Linked DNA regions of Zea mays: region 1 is linked to region 2. The links are chromatin contacts, called in public Hi-C maps. All regions are on one chromosome and are shown on one strand. The core of a region is the stretch at or near the end of the contact, and the rest is flanking DNA. Distances in the headings are between cores, read along the strand shown. Region 1 holds the start of LOC100272349. Region 2 holds the start of LOC103631701 (transcription factor MYB2).

Evidence for each region. A called contact is a pair of places that touch in the nucleus more often than the background predicts.
Region 1: a contact with region 2 is called in a Hi-C map of leaf, with 4 times the contacts expected there. The contact joins the promoter of LOC100272349 here to the promoter of LOC103631701 in region 2. A contact is called at or near these places in 5 of 25 Hi-C or Micro-C datasets (bundle sheath, ear, leaf and 1 more).

What each region holds. Positions count from the first base shown.
Region 1 is chr1:9,344,911-9,350,610 of Zm-B73-REFERENCE-NAM-5.0, reverse strand. LOC100272349 reads left to right here and starts at 3,506. Exons shown (of 12, transcript NM_001146832.1): 1 at 3,506-3,679; 2 at 3,754-3,815; 3 at 4,627-4,677; 4 at 4,772-4,804; 5 at 5,200-5,304; 6 at 5,396-5,503; 7 at 5,610-5,681. The coding sequence starts at 3,550.
Region 2 is chr1:9,192,154-9,197,757 of Zm-B73-REFERENCE-NAM-5.0, reverse strand. It overlaps LOC103631701 (transcription factor MYB2), which reads left to right and starts at 3,847. Exons shown (of 3, transcript XM_008652716.2): 1 at 3,847-4,307; 2 at 4,438-4,567; 3 at 4,860-5,604. The coding sequence starts at 4,172. The coding sequence ends at 5,343.

The sequences.
Region 1 (5,700 bases), core at 2,257-4,756, 150 kb before region 2:
CTGGATGTGGAGGGCGACGAAGAGTCGGTCTCGTAGTAGACCACTTTCTTCATCATCTTCTTCTTGTCGCCACTCCGATGCGACTTGACGCAGAGAGGGGATCCCTCCTTGCCTTTGGTGCCGGACTCCCTTGATGGAGCCTTCCCGTGGCTTGTGGCCTTCTCGCCGGTTTCCATCTCCCTCTTGGCGGATCCTCCTGACATTACTTCGAGTTGTTACACTCTAATGAAGCACCGTCTCTGATACAAATTGAAAGTCGCTTAGAGGGGGGGGGTGAATAGGCGGAATCTAAAAATTATAAACTTAAGCACACACTACAAGCCAGGGTTAGCGTTAGAATTAAATTCGAGTACGAAAGAGAGGGGAAAACAAATCAACCAAGAAAATAAAGCGGATGAACACGGTGATTTGTTTTACCGAGGTTCGGTCCTAAAGAACCTAGTCCCCGATGAGGTGGCCACAAAGACCGTGTCTCTTTCAACCCTTTCCCTCTCTCAAACGGCCACTTAGACCGAGTGAGCCTTCTCCTTAATCAAACGGGTCACTTAGACCCCACAAGGACCACCACACACTTGGTGTCTCTTGCTTTGATTACAATTCACTTGTGAACAAGAATGAGGAAGGAAGAAAGCGATCCAAGCAACAAGAGCACAAAGAACACGAACAAACTCTCTCTCAAGTCATTAGGTTGTTGGAGTGAATTTGGAACTTGGAGAGGCTTTGATCTTTTGATTTGTGTCTAGTAGTGAATGCACTAGCTCTTGTATTGAATGAGAAACTCAGAAAACTTGGATGCTTGGAGTGGTGGTGGTTGGGGTATTTATAGCCCTCAACCACCAACAAGCCGTTGGGGTAGCTGCTATCGATGGGCGCACTGTCCGGTGCGCCAGCCACGTCACCCAACCGTTAGGGTTCGAGAGCTGTCGACCGTTGGAGACTTTGTATTCTAGTGACACCGGACAGTCCGGTGCCGCACCAGACAGACACTGTTCACTGTCCGGTGCGCCTCTGACGACTGCTCTGACTTCTGCGCGCACTGTTCGCGCATTGTAGCGTTGCAGGGTGTCTGTTGCAGTCGACCGTTGAGCTGGATAGTCGTTACTCCGCTGGTGCACCGGACAGTCCGGTGAATTATAGCGGAGCTCGCTGGTTAAATCCCGAGAGTGGCTGTTTTGGGATTGTACAGTCCTGGTGCACCAGACACTGTCCGGTGGCACACCGGACAGTCTGGTGCGCCAGGCTAGGGCACACTCGGTTTCTTGCTCCTTTGTATTTGAACCCTATCTTCAATCCTTTATTGGTTTGTGCCGAACCTTTATGCACCTGTAGAACATGTATTCTAGAGCAAACTAGTTAGTCCATTATTTGTGTTGGGCATTCAACCACCAAAATTAATATTAGGAAAAGGTTAACCCTATTTCCCTTTCAAAATGCAATCAAGGCTGAACCAATATTTGCAAAATGAAAGTCACGAGCTTGAAGTTCAGACATTTATGGGCACTATTGAAATAATGTGTGGTGAATGTGATGGTTCAAGTGGACTTGTGGGAGACCCATCCCACATATGTGTTGAATAAACATTGTTCCGCTATGTAATATATCTGGCAAATGACATGAATTAAAATATGCAGTTAAAAGGATTCTGAAGATCCGTCATGAGACCCTAGGAGGACTCATATATTTGAATTATAAATATGCAACATATAAATCTCGTACCAAATAATACATTCCTAACGAATGAACACTCTTCTATGTAGAGAGAATATCTCTTAGATGAGATTATAGCTCCTTGGTGGAACCTTTCTAGAAGAAATAAAGTCTGTGTTAAACACCAAAGTTTGATAATCCCTATAAAGGGATAAAGACCCATACAGACCCGAAAAGGAATAAGATGAGGTACCAAAGGACTTGAAGTTCACCGAATAAGCACATGTGTATTTCACGATATTTACTCATGGTATTTTCCACTAGATGTGGAATTACTGTATCCTCTAAAGCCCCGATGGCAGAAACCTATAAGTTTTAGGTGTTACTGGCAAAATATCCCCATTATGTCAGAATGATAGACTATAACGATATATCTGATCGATGAAAAATCCCTGATGGATTACGATCTTTGATGGACTTCTATTACACCATCATAGAAGTTGTAATGAATGAACGCGTGGAGCGATGAGTCATATATAAAATATGTACTATTACAACTATAATATCTACTAAGTCCTATGGAAGGACAAGTTATTTGCTTTGCACAATTATGTATACATTGTGGTGTATGATAGAATGAAAGGTGTAGCTCCCTAGCCTCATCCACCCTTATTATTCCAGATGAACAATGAGACACATATCTTGAAGGATGTGTTTGAGTTGCGAGGTATAAAGACTTTGACAAATGTCATCGTCAGGGAAGCGAATGCTTAATATTGATCGCAATTGAGAGATACTGAATGTCATATCAGTATGCCCTGGAGGCATCAACTTGATAATCAATGTGTGAAGCTTTATAGAAGTTTCTATCAGATATGTAGATCCAGTGGATCAAACACCACCAGTCAAAGGGGCTTATTTACGTTGATACATGCACTTACCTCGTGTATCCTAGAAGTGAGTTGAGGTGAAGTTTCTGAAATAATATTTGCAAGGATATGCAATCCGTTTGCTAAATCTCTATGTGCGTATGCTTGCAGAAGAAGATGTTGTGCCATATTGATAAGGTTTTGCAAGGATCAGTGGGAGCACATTTCTAAATTTAGCCCTTGTAGAAGATTCGATGGAATCCTTATCCAGAAGATCGAAATTTGTCCTGATGACAGTTGTTGTACTCTTTTTCCTTGGTGTGTTTTCCTGAAGTTGCTCACATGAGGTTTTTAACGAGGCAACAAAGTGTAAATGCAATATACGTCACCATGCGCTCTTTCTCCGTATTTTCCCAATGGGTTTTTTGGGAGTTTTAATTAGGCATGTGCTGGTCGCGGTATTCACGCAAGGGGGAGTGTTGAGAAACCTTAATGAAGGGTTATATGGACAAATACCGAATATGCCCCTGGGGCTATCACGTCTCTATATATAGAACATGTACCCCCTCATATGGAATACAGAAGAGAAATAGGCCAGATGCCCAACCCTACATCGTGTCTCGTGTGTTTCCTCTGTCGTGCTTATGAGAAGGGAGACGAGTACTCTAAAGCTCCTTGCGCCTCTACTGCTGACAGGAGAGAAGGAAGCAGATCTAGTGATCCGTGGTAACTTAGTTCTCAACAGAGTTTAGCCTTAACTCCACGTTTTTTGAGCAGCGTTGTTAGAGTTGAAATCTTTTGGCAAAAACATGAAGTGGGCTAGTACCAAACATAATAAAAAAAACACAATCGTATCCCATTTATTTTGATGCCGTTGGGCCGTGGGCCTAGCTAGTTGGGCAGCCTGACGGCTGGATCCTGGATGGCCCCGTTCTCGTTCTCGTCCAATTTCCGGTCCACCATCAGCAGACTTGCGTCGTCGCGGAGGGCTCGCGTCGGGGTCCATCTGAACATCCGCCAGACCGCCGCCACCATGCCGCAACCTACCGCCGATTCGAGCACCATGGTCGCCGGCGAGCATCAGCAACAACAGCAACCTGCCACCGCGCGGATCTCCTCCTCCTCAACCAGCTCCGGAAGGCTCGTCACTCCGTTCTGGAAAGGTTGACTACGCAACTCAAATGTTGCGGCAGTAGGGGGTTCCTTATGCTCTGTTACAAGCCTTCTTTTGATGCAGAGAAGTATGAGAGGGACGCGAGGAGGTACTGGGACATCTTCTACAGGCGCCACGAGGACAAGGTTACTCTGTTGTCCTTGTTTCTCGCTCGCTTAAAGTAGATAATACAGATTTAGCTTGAGAATGAGAAGTAGAGTAGTTGAATTTCGAATCTATATTCTTATCGTGCGGGATAAGTTGTTAGGAAGCATTAGTCGAGGAGGGCAGCCTCACTCTTTTGTTCAGTTTATATATGGGCAACGTTACGAGGTAGCATATGGTGCTATAGTAAAGGTCTGAGCCCTGAACAAAGTTTGATGCAAGGATGCATGACCTATTTATACTAAATAAATACCTTTGTCTTTCGTTTGCCGAGTGCCACTGGTGCCACTTGTCAGTCTCGAGACGTCCTGAGAAGAAGCTACTAGTTCTGGAAGATGGGTGAATCTGGAAAGGTTTGGTCTGTCAGGTGGTATGTAGAAGTTGAAGACTTAGTAGTTTTTATTTCTCTGGTGTGTTGAGTTCCTGGTCAGAAGCCCAAACAATGAGTGGTGGTGTGCACCAGCACCGAATACTGCAAACAGTCTGCTGGTCTTGGTTATTCTAAGACTTGGGTTTAATCCCTATCTAAAAATTTATGTGTTAATAGTTACCAATTTAATGGCTAATATTTACTTTCTAGCTATGCTTAATGCCATACTCCCTGAAACTGCTAAGTCCCCACTGAATCATGGACTTATGGTGATATAGAACAATCCTGTGAAACTTTGAACCATGTTTCGCTTGCTATCGATGGTCTCATTTTCTACTTCAAGCATTTTATCGCGTCATAAACTTGTCCTTGTTTAGATCTGTTTTGTCATGCATTTGATTTGTGTTCTTGTACTTCGGTAGTTCTTCAAGGATCGACACTACCTGGATAAAGAATGGGGGAAATACTTTAAGGTAAACATTAAGAAACAGCAACCACCCAATATTGCCATAATGTAGTAATGTACATACATGAAGCTAATGTTAATCTGATATCTGATGAACATAGGGACGAGATGGAGAAAAGAAGGTGGTTCTAGAGGTATGTTGTATCTTTTTTATTTCGTGAACATGTCCCTTAGCGCAAGTTTTAGAGGTATGTTGTATCCTTGCTTTGTTGGTAATGTCAATGATCCTGTAAGGTTGTTTTCTGTGACTGCTGTTGTATGGCTGTAGCAGACAATCAAACTGTGCATAAATTTTACTACCATCGTAACAATAAATAAAATTTGAATATGAGCACTCCTTGGTATAAAATTTGGATTAGTATCTGTATCGTTAAGGGAATCCACGCTCAAATCAGCGCAGAACCTATGCCATTTTGTTTTTGTAATCAGTTTTACACTACATATATCGTTATTACATGACCGCGTCTTGCAAATCTTGTAGTGATTTCTTGTTTTCATAAGTATGATTCTTGTGAAGTTCAATGTATAGGTTGGTTGTGGAGCTGGGAACACAATCTATCCATTGCTTTCTACATACCCAGATATTTTTGTCCACGCCTGCGATTTTTCTCCACGAGCTGTCAATTTGGTCAAGGTAGTTGTTTATCTAATTCCCAGTAAGAGCTAAAATGTGTAAGTGTGCGTAGTCTTGTTTTGGCTTGATGTTATTTCAATGGTATATGCAGAAACACAAGGACTTCAAAGCTGACCGGATAAATGCATTTGTTTGTGATATTGCATCAGAACAACTAACCGAGAATGTGGAACCTTCTTCTGCTGACATTGTAACGATGGTAACATGCTATATCTGATTATGTGTTGATTAATAAAAGATGTGTGGCATCTTTTGACTTATAGTTGACATTTCTTTGCTAGTGTAACAACTAACATATTAAGTAGATCTTTATGCTCTCTGCAGTTGCACCAGATAAAATGCCTATAGTTCTGGAGAATGTTAGAAGTGTCTTAAAAGTAAGGACTCCAAACCAAT
Region 2 (5,604 bases), core at 2,598-5,097:
CTAGCTTTAGCTCTCTCTTTAATTTGTTTGTTTATTAATCGGGTCCTTTTTCGAGGCCATATTCCACTGTCTGGGGAGAGGCCCTTTTTCGCGCTACGGACGTCTATCTGATCATCTTGACGCTGTCGTGGCCGGCCTGATGCGCATGGAGCAGCGAGCCGCCAGCAGCCAGCACAATGGGGTGCATGCATGCATGTACGATAGATTTGGTCCGGATCGCAAGGATTGGTTGATGTGCTAGCTGTGCTGTACGTGCTGATCGCTCGCATATCTTCTGCACATGATGTTCCAGAGAACCTAGCCGTAACCTGCGCTACGTGGCACCTCAGCTGGCTAGCATGCATATATATACTTGCCACTGAATCAGCTAGCTTATTATTAGGTATTAGCTTATTATTAGGTATTGTTTGGTTCACGAAATATAATATAAGTGAATCATAACTTCGCAGTGCCCTCTCTGCACGATATATGATGACCAGGGCAAGGCATGGTGACCTTGTTGCCTTTCATGACTACTATTCGACGAAGAGGGGCGATCCATCCCTAGCTCGCGTATGGCTCTAATCCCATATATATATCAGCTATAACTCTTCTTCGGTGATGATCAGAGTTTCTATGAAAATGAACTGATCGATCACAATGAACTCTGAGGAACATGATGGATACTTGAAACTTTTTTGGTGTTGTGCAACCGCGATAGCTTTTCTCTTTGTATTAATTAGACATCTATTTGTGTATGTCATGATGTCAAAAGAATAAAACCAGAAAAAAAGTATATATATCAAGGTCGTGATATACGAACGTGCTATAGAGGATAATTTTTTTAAGTTGAACTCAACACTATCGCTATCAAAAGAGAAAAATTAGGCAAAATTCATCATTGCATGTGTTTTGCTCATGGATCAGAGGTTGCTCCTCACGGTAAATTCTCTTATTAGGAATTGAAAAATAAGATTAATTTGATGTCCATAGAAATTAAAATTGGAAAAAATTGGTCCGTGTCGAGTTAGCAAAGACGGGGACAGAGAAGCATTCCACACTCATGTACCCTCCCCACGAATTCCCTTTCTTTAAATTAGTCGATTGGCATCTTAAAATTATACTAAGAACTTGAAATATATATAGTATACAAATAGGACATTGAACTCTAAAGTAGATCTCTTATATAATTTGAAATTCTGCTTGTTCAATTTATATTAATTTGGTACAATTAATTTGTATTTGCCTCCAAATATTATATTTTATAATGGAGACGGATCACCACGGGAACAAATTTCTCACGCAGAGACAAGGATGAGACATGTTCATCAATTGTTACATAAATGAAATGTATATAGTTTTGTTTTACTGAAATGTGATAGCTCGTTTAGCTCACGAGCTAGCTCGTTAACAAACCGAGTCTGCTCGTTAATGAACCGAGCTAGAATGTCAGCTCAGCTCGTAAAAAAAATCAAACAAATCGATTCAATCTGAGCGGAGCTGACTACGAAGCGAGAGCATTTCGTGCTGCTCTAGTTGTGGATGGACAACGGCACCTCTAGGTATTTAGAGGGGAAAGGAATGACCTGGCGCCGCCTGCACTCGCGCCAGATCGTCGTCTGCACATCTGATCGTAGACGCTAGACATTTGTCGACGTTTGTAACTAGCCCCAACACGCGCCCATAAAGGACGCTCGATGCTGAATCACTGGATCTGGCAACGCCGAAAAGATAAGCCTCCAGTCTGCGTCGGCGATCATAGCATTGAGGACCACCATTCCATAGCAATAACTTGAAACGGTTTGACTAAGGAGGTGTTTGGTTTCTAGGGACTAATGTTTAGTCCCTATATTTTATTCCATTTTAGTTCAAAAATTGCTAAATATAGAAACTAAAACTTTATTTTAGTTTCTATATTTAACAATTTATACACTAAAAAGGAATAAAATGAAGGGACTAAACATTAGTCCCTACAAACCAAACACGCCCTAAAGCCAAAGCTATCTAGAGCTGTATGCTCTTCGGAGGTCAAAGAATATCGCTCCCGACTCAACTTTATTCTAAAACAATACTTTCTCAAGTTATTATTGGCCAAGACGTAATGCTGGAGACCACACCATCGATGTCTCTACGAGTAGTGCGGTCATGTGTTATCGTCAAATGAAACGAGAAGCTTCTCCTTTCTTTGAGAGATCGAGTATATACGAATACGAGCGAAAGACGATAGCTTGGCTGAAAATGGTCTACACTGTACAATAAACACGACACACAGACGATGTTGAGCAGCTTCTTGTCAAAATCAAGGCCCTGTCAACAAGCTGCAGGTCGTTTTCAATAGTTCGACCTCCTAGCTACTTCTTAATACAGTATATGGACTAGACTGTGTGTCCCTATAGCTCATTGACTTTAGTTAGTTAATCATATACTGGAGCTGTTCATGACCCGAAGTCTACTCTGGACGGAACAGGCTGAGCTACTAGCTAGAGCTAGCTCTGTAAGTCTAACAACGCGGTTATATAGGAGTAGTTAGGACACTTTCGGTTGCCGGTAATTACCCGTTTTCAGTTGACCTAAACGGGTGAGTATTTACCACTAGTAGTAGTAGCAAACGTTAGCATCGGCCGTCGGAGATCATGCATGCTTACACGACTTTAACCGCTTCAACTCCTGACGATCCTACGTGTTGGTGGAAAAGAGAGATCGTCCACTCCACTTGCAATCATGTTCATGTCTACTAGCGAGTAGCGACGACTTGACTTTTCGTTTAATTTGACCCTTCAGTTTCAGACTTTCAGTGGTGTGGCTCAGTCCCCAGTCTTCGCAGTGTGTTTGGACACCGACGATCATCAGCTTGCATTGCTTCAGCATGCGTGCACCTGGAAATTGGTAATCATCCAGCGAGTGATTCAGGAACAGGGACAGGACAGGCAATCTCATAACGATTAAATTAAGTACGTACCCTGCGTTCCCTCGATCAGCTTCTGGCAGATCATTTGCTTCTTCTGCACGGGGCCCACTGTCCAGGGACTTGCACACCCAGGATATACTACTAGTACTTTACAAACCAGCTAGCTGATGGGTTCCATTCCATCACTTAACTAGTATATACAGCCACCAGCAACACCATATCTAAATATACGCTCTACCCATAGTTTATACAGCGACATTCATTGTACACGAGAAAGGCTACATATATATTCTGACTTGTAGATAACCAAGACTAAAAAACACTCTGCCGGACCCTCCCTTTAATATTATTATATTAAGAAGAGACCATGGTTCTGACCTAGAAAACCCTCGAACACCGATGAATTCGCCCTTGAGGGAGATCGAATCCAAAACCTAAGGTGCTACTAGGAATTCTTAACCATTACGCTAGAGACCTTTTCGTGTAGATAACCAAGACTAATAATACAATCTGCCGTTTGTTGCAAGGTTTTTTAGAGTCTATCTTTCAGTGTATTTATATAGTATTTTGTTTATTATCTTCACAAAGTTTTTTTAGTTCTTTTTGATACAAATTTATTTTACTTCTTCTCTTCTTCATCTTAGCATACAAACTATTTACAGTCTATTATTATACTCGATCTCAGGGAAGGTGATCTTTTTTCAGCAAAAAAAAGGATAGTAAAATGCATGATTGATCAGGATTTTTTTGCCATAGAATAATAAGCTAGCTAGCTGGTAGATGAGGCAACACGCTAAAGATGCTTTTCAGCAAGACTAGCTCACTCGCTGCATCTCGCGCGTATTGCATTGCATCATCACCACACAACATTCTAGTAGGGGAGAGCTAGCTCTTTTCCAGGCGAAAGAATATAATAATACCCTAATGAAGCTTAGCCAAGTGGGAGTGGAATTGTTACTCTGCCCGCGAAAACGACGTGACGTCCATCGCCTCCGCTCCGCAGCTCCCAAGCCCCAACTTGCGACCTCGTATAAATGGCGAGCAATGGCCGCCCAGATTCTAGCCTGCCTGTCATACAAGCCGGGAACCAGAGAGCCCAGCGTTCCATACTCCTGGAGATAGAAAATATATAGACAGAGCTCGTTACTAGTCGTAGCTAGCCAGGGCTAGCTGTAGCTGAAGTCATCATCAGATAAATATATTCATCAGCCTGTAATTAATAGCTAGTTTTCAGTGGATTAGCTAGCTTGGCAATATATATTTAACTAATAAGGCGGCGGTGGCATGGACGCGATCAGCAGCCTGCTGCTGCAGGAGGGCTGGAGGAAGGGCCCGTGGACGGCGCTGGAGGACAGGCTGCTCACCGAGTACGTGCAGCAGCACGGCGAGGGCAGCTGGAACTCCGTCGCCAAGCTCACAGGTATGTATTTTATGTGTGATCCTGATGCATGACATGGCAAGTACTTGAGTGTGTGTTGGTTCTTGAGTGTGTGTTCGCCGCCGCGCCGGCGTTGCTGCTGACGATCGGTGATGATGGCATGGCACGGCAGGGCTGCGCCGGAGCGGGAAGAGCTGCCGGCTGCGGTGGGTGAACTACCTCCGGCCGGACCTCAAGCGGGGGAAGATCACCCCGGACGAGGAGACCGTCATCCTCCAGCTGCACGCCATGCTCGGCAACAGGTACGTACACGTACGCATGCGACGACGTACACAATGATGATTGATGAATACTATACAGTATACACACATGCACCAGTCAGTAATACAATGATGTGAGATGCATGTACATGTGCGAACTAGATAGAGCCTAGAGTGTGGAGCACACTGTAGCGGATTAGATTCCTCTCCCGGCACTGTTGGTGGTCGATCTTTTTCATCACATCAATGTGTGCGTTCTGGTTCTGCGTTGGTGGGCGGCGCCTAACCTTGCTGGAAACTGAACCGGTGTCGTCGTCGTGACGCGCGCGTGCAGGTGGTCGGCGATCGCGCGGTGCCTGCCAGGGAGGACGGACAACGAGATCAAGAACTACTGGCGGACGCACTTCAAGAAGGCCCGGCCGTCGCGGCGCGCCCGGGCACAGCTGCTGCACCAGTACCAGCAGCAGCAGGAGGAGGAGCGCCGACAGTACCTCCAGAGCCTGCAGCTCCTGCAGCAGGAGCAGCAACAACAGCAGCTGCTCCTCCAGCAGCAGAGTCAGCAGCTGGTGGTGAAACAACAGCAGCTGGAGCAGCAAAGCCCGCCGGAGCCTGATCACCAGGCCGTGATGGCGATGTTGGACAGCCAGCAGAGCACGGCGGAATGCTACTGCAGCCCGGTGCCGGTGGTGCCAGAGCAGTGCTGCGCGCTCCCGGCCGACGACGACGACGCCATGCTGTGGGATAGCCTGTGGAGGCTGGTGGACGGGGACGGGCGCGGCTGCGGCGACGGCGACGACTCCAGCGGAGTCGCATACTAGCCGGCTAGTACGTACGTGTGCGTGTCTATACCAGTGTAAAAAAACAAAGCGGGATGAAGAGGAGGTTCTTCAGGTTTCAGCTGCTGCAAGGCAAGGATACTGCTAGTGGTAGTAGAGACATGCTAATTTTCCAACGAGAATAGTTGATCATGTTTCATGTTTTTTTTATTTTACCCATGAACCATGAGCAAGTGGCATTGTATCAAAAGGCCCTCTGTTTACAAGGTCGAAATACCTTCATGTAACTTTGGTTTCAAGAAT